Regions from separate parts of the Zea mays genome. Here region 1 is linked to region 2. The links are chromatin contacts, called in public Hi-C maps. All regions are on one chromosome and are shown on one strand. Each heading gives the region's core, a stretch centred on a gene start, on an enhancer-like site or on the middle of the called end of the contact. The rest is flanking DNA. Distances are from core to core; before and after follow the strand shown. Region 1 holds the start of LOC100193917. Region 2 holds the start of LOC103649719 (annexin-like protein RJ4).

Region 1 (2,700 bases), core at 108-2,607, 660 kb after region 2:
GGAGAAGTGACAGGAACCCAGCAGAAATCTCTTATGCCTAATAAGAAAGGATGGGTTATCGAAGAGGTGATGGAGCTCCAAGGAGTCCTTCTTGGCGACTTCTTTACGGTTTGTATACGTAACTGAATCTTCTTCCTCTCTGGCGTTCTGGGTTGAATTTGCATGCTCTTCTGCTTGTCAGAAGTCCCCGTTTTCTTTAACGAAAATTTTGAAGTCTGTTAGATGGAGTATTTCCAGCTTCTAAATTACTCGATGTAACGATCTTGAAACATATAAAACATTCCTTTTATCAGAAACAAAATGCTTGTCATTTGGTCAATTAGTTAGTGTTATGATATTCCGTGCTGTAACGTGGTCAGGGGGTAGCTGTGTCTATGTGGCGGCAAAAAAAACTGCAGGAGGTCCATTCTAATCACCACACGAAAGATCAAGCCTGCTGCGCCGATTTTCTTCATACCAGCAGAAGAAGAGAAACACGACACATCTGGATTCTGACCTGCGCTCCTATCTTGTTTTTTTTCCAGCTCCACATCAAGTACCAGGTCGAGGACCTCGCTCCCAAGCAAAGAGCAAGCAATGTGCAGGTCTCCTTGGGAATCGAGTGGTCGAAGACCAGCAGGCACCAGAAGCGGATCGAGAAGAACGTCCTTTCCAGTTCATCCGCGCGCCTAAAGGAGATGTTCAACCTTGCGTTGAGGGAGCTCTCGCATGCCAGATAGGAGGCGGAGCGTAATGGCCTTTCGACGTCTTACCCACCGTCCCTGTGCATAACAACAACAGGACCGATCTTGAGTGAACATTTAACACCCACTAACTGTACATGGAAAGCTTGGCTCAAGACTGATAGACAGCAACACCAAGAAGAAGAGGAGGAGGTACTGTAGGATAGCTCGATAGACAACGATATAGTTGTATGTTCTGCTTGCAAGTTCTCTCTGTCGACTGTATATGCTAAAAATATTAAAATTGAATAGCTAGAAATGCAAGTGTTCTCTTTAGGCCATACCATTTACATAGTTATTATCTTCTGCCTTTAACCACTGTAGGGTGCCCGAAGGGGCGCCTAATGTTCTAGTTTTTTTAAAACAATCACGTGAGCCACACAACATGCATCGAACAAGGCAAAGAGTAGTGGTGTGTGTCTATCCGCTGACTGTTTATGCAGCGAACAGTGGGCCGTGGCCGATTCGTGACACACGTGAACAACAAACGTCGAAATCACATGCAGGAGGATACACGTACTGGAGATATTGGGCTACATTGCGTCATGCGAAAATCCGTTTAAGGGCCTATCAAAACCTGGACCGGGCCGCGCTTTAGGTGGGCTCTAAGTACGCCTCTGCCTTTTCAGGCTATCACCGCCACACAGCTGATCCTCTCCCGAGTCCCGACCCGTCATCGCCGCCGCCATTGTCCCGCCGCGCAGGGTTTAGGGTTCAGTAGCGGCGGCACCAGTTTTTCTCCTCATCAAGGGAGTCGCGGCCACCGCCAACGAGACAAGCTGTCGGCGATGTCGTCTATCGCATCGCAGCTGAAGGCCATCAAGTCGGCGCTCGGCGCTGCGCCGGAGCCGGCTCGGCGGCCCGTCACCCGGCCGTCTGTGCTCTTCGACGCCAAAGAGGCCGCCGACATCGACCTCCGGGCCATCCTGCCCATTGCCCTCTCTGGTTCGTACCACTAACTACCGACCTGATCGGTTCGAGCATGCTGATGCTTTATTAGTTGCGCTCTTCTAGAGTAGCCACTAGCCAGCATTTCATGAAGGACAACTTGGTTGTATTTTCCGCTAAACCGAGCGTTCTAGAATTTTGTTTGGTTCGTTTGATTCTTATTTTAGCTCCCATTTAATATAATATCTAAATCAGCTTTCTCGGAATTCCCTCTGGATTTTGCTGCTATTTGCAGGTTGATCCCATCCGTCTACATAGTACACCTAGTTGTTTATGCTTGTGCAATTATGCATGCGATTTTATGAAACTTCACTAATAGCTCAAATTGAATGAAGTTTTTAAAAACAAAACCAATTTAGTTTTGCATATGAGGTATTTCATTCGAAGAGCTTCTCTTCCTCTACGGTACCTGAATCAAATTGCTTTTCAGGGTTGGAGCACCTTACCAGCGTAGACGAGAGATTTGCAAAATACAGCAACACTCTGTTCAGGGAGACTAGCCTTGAGGTGAACCGCGAACAGTTGACTCCCAAGGAGAACGACAAACTCAACAAGTCTATCTCCACCTACCTTCGCCTTCTAGCTGGCTATTTGCATCTTCCCTCTGCCCTCAAGACCCTTGAATACCTTATCCGCAGATACCTGTATGAATTTAGCTCAGCTAATTTTGCCGATGGCCCTACGAGCTCTAGCTTATTCTCTTGTTTCTGGTGGGAACCTTCATGTAGGGTGCATGTATACAATTCGGATGAGTTGCTGCTGAGCGCACTGCCATACCATGATACACATGCGTTTGTTCGGATCGTGCAGTTGGTCAACTTAGGGTGAGTGTGGCTCTGGTCTGGATAGATACTTATTTTCTCCATTTGTCTTCAATATCAACTTGTGCTGGTTGATGTGCTTTCAGGAATAGTAACTGGGCATTTCTTGGCGGTGTCAAGTCCTCAGGTGCACCGCCACCCAGGAGTGTTCTAGTGCAACAGTGCATCCGTGATAAGGCTGTGCTGGAGACCCTATGCAACTATGTAAC
Region 2 (2,700 bases), core at 193-2,692:
TAAAACAAAGACACAAAAAATTCTAGACGAACAAGATATGATACAGGTCTTCGTCGCCATTGTCAACTTAGTGCTGACGTATTATCCAGACAAGAAATCGTCATTTTAGTTTCTTGAGATACAACCTCATGCCAACTTCAAGGATGTGTTATGGTTTTCTTGTCCCTGGCCTTTCAGGTGTGCATCTAAAAAGCTCCTCATGATCTCCGTCAAGGATCACTAAGAACCCAGTTTACTGGTTCAAAGTGCAGAGATGCTGCAAAGAACACTGTAAAGATCGTTGCGGCAATCCTTGAGAACCAATGGATACAGATGATGAATCTTGCAGTAACTAACTGAATTAGTTGAACTGAGATCCTCAAACCATTCATACGGGGCACCATTACCAATGTTCTCATATGCCTCTCAGCAAGCTGGCTCTGGAAGGTGGAGCTATACTGCCCCGTCATAGCCATGGGCATCGAGGAACTTGCAGAAGTATCACAGGATGAGCAAGTTGAATGTGTGATTCAACTAGCCTACAGAACATCAAGAAAGGATAGCTGGATTAATGTCGAGGTGAAAGTCGAAAACATAAGGTCAGTTATTTCAACATATAAGAACCAATTTTTCATATTACATGAACTAGAATCAAGTTCCATCTTGAAGTAGAAATAACTTGGTTTTTTAGCACAATGGCCAAAGAATGGTTTTATTTTAGTGGTAACCTGTAAGGAAATGTACTTATATTTTAAACTAGAGATTTTCAAGAGGCAGGAAATGTACTTTTTTAATTCAAAAGCTTATATTTTAATATAAAAAAATAATCTGATTTGTTGTAGACCCGTTAATTTGAACTCGAACCTGTTAAGTGGCGTTTCCCGGCGAAAAATGACCGAAAACCAGTTGAGAAGCGGTTGTTTTCACCGAGAAAAACGGAAAACGGTATTTTAAATTTGAAAAATACAAACCACTCGGGATTAACGGTTTTTGGGCGGATTTCGTTCTCGCTGTTGAGCGAGAAATATGTTGAAAACGGGACGGTGAACCTTGCACGCAAGAGTATATTCGACGTAAATAAAATATATGTGATAGAAATATGCAACAACGTATAAAACAAAATCGCATATCCATTAGCAAGCAGAATTTGGTGTGGATGTATGTCAAAGCTATTTTTCTTTGTCCTTGATACTATATATATACTGTATTCGTTTTGTTTGTTTTTACCAAAACCATGGATATTCCGAGACATTGAAACTCACAGGCATCGAAATCTGAAACACCCCACAGTTAAATGCTAAAACTAACCGGAGAAAAAAAAACGGAGTAACGCGCTGGATTATTATTACCATGCAGTTTCTTCAAGGTTTCAATTCTAGCAAACGGTCAGATATCATATCTCCATAAATACCAGGGGGTGGGTGGGTGTTGCTGTGATGAACAAACGAACCAATCTAGAGAAAAAGAAAGAAAAGAAAGGAGGAGGGAGAGATCAGGGCATAGTGAAAAAGAAAAATGGCAACAATTGCTGTTCCTCGAGTTGTCCCTTCTCCTGCTGAAGATGCCGCGGCTCTCTTGAAGGCGTTCCAGGGTAAGGTCATTGTTGCTCCGCCTGATCTCTCTGACACGAGCGTAAAACGCTCAAACATTGGCCTCATCTTTCATTATTAGCTAGCTAGGTTATGTTTACGTAAACATATTCTTTTTCTTAAATAAACGGACAGACAGGGGAGCTGAAAAGCTGCATGCACGCATTCAAAACTGCAATATTGTGCTCCTTTGCACAGCCTCCATCCCCGGTGGAAGGAACAAAACAATACATTAGAAATGACCGACTTGCGAGCTGTTTTTCACTGTGGTTCATTATATTCAGGATGGGGCACCGACGAGCAGGCGGTGATAGGCATCCTAGCCCACCGCGACGCGACGCAGAGGGAGCAGATCGCGCTGGAATACGAGCACAAGTACGGCGAGAGCCTAGTCCAGCGCCTCCAGTCCGAGCTCACCGGCGATTTTGAGGTTCCGATCACCGTGCTTTCATCATCTGGTATAATTAGTTTTTTTTTTTTGACATCGCCTGAGCTGACGAATTTGAGGGTGCAGAGAGCAGTGTACCACTGGATGCTGGGCCCCGCCGAGAGGCAGGCGGTGATGGCGAACGCCGCGACGGAGTGCCTCCAGGAGGAGTGCGCGGTGATCGTGGAGATCGCGTGCGCCAACTCGTCCGCCGAGCTCGTGGCCGTCAAGAAGGCCTACCATGCCCTGTACAGGCGCTCCCTGGAGGAAGACGTCGCCGCTCGTGCCACGGCCGGCAACCTTCGCAGCGTACGCCTGCCTGCGTTTGCGTTGCTTATTTCCCCCGGCCGGCCCTATAGGTTGGCATATATGCATGCATGAATCATGATCCATGCATCCTCCAGCTCCTGCTCGCCCTGGTGAGCACGTACAGGTACGACGGCGCCGACAGCGTGGACATGGAGCTAGCGCGGTCGGAGGCGAAGGCCGTGCACGAGGCCGTGAGGGACGGCGGCGGCGCGGGGGGCCACGAGGAGCTCATCCGGGTCGTGGGCACCCGGAGCAAGGCGCAGCTCAGGGCCACGTTCGGCTGCTTCAAGGACGAGCACCGCCGCAGCGTCGCCAAGGCGCTGCCGCGCGGCACCGACCCCACGGGGTACCTGCGCGCGCTGCGGGCGGCGGTGAGGTGCGTCGCAGATCCCAGCA

The links. Hi-C and Micro-C count contacts between places; a contact is called where the count stands out from the background.
Region 1: a Hi-C map of tassel shows a contact between it and region 2, with 2.1 times the contacts expected there. The contact joins the promoter of LOC100193917 here to the promoter of LOC103649719 in region 2. A contact is called at or near these places in 3 of 25 Hi-C or Micro-C datasets (ear, leaf and tassel).

What each region holds. Positions count from the first base shown.
Region 1 is chr3:14,781,136-14,783,835 of Zm-B73-REFERENCE-NAM-5.0, forward strand. LOC100193917 reads left to right here and starts at 1,358. Exons shown (of 39, transcript NM_001349879.1): 1 at 1,358-1,667; 2 at 2,101-2,314; 3 at 2,399-2,494; 4 at 2,578-2,695. The coding sequence starts at 1,511. It also overlaps the pseudogene LOC103649725.
Region 2 is chr3:14,125,729-14,128,428 of Zm-B73-REFERENCE-NAM-5.0, forward strand. It overlaps LOC103649719 (annexin-like protein RJ4), which reads left to right and starts at 1,443. Exons shown (of 5, transcript XM_008675454.3): 1 at 1,443-1,570; 2 at 1,853-1,998; 3 at 2,083-2,304; 4 at 2,400-2,700. The coding sequence starts at 1,495. It also overlaps the pseudogene LOC103651767.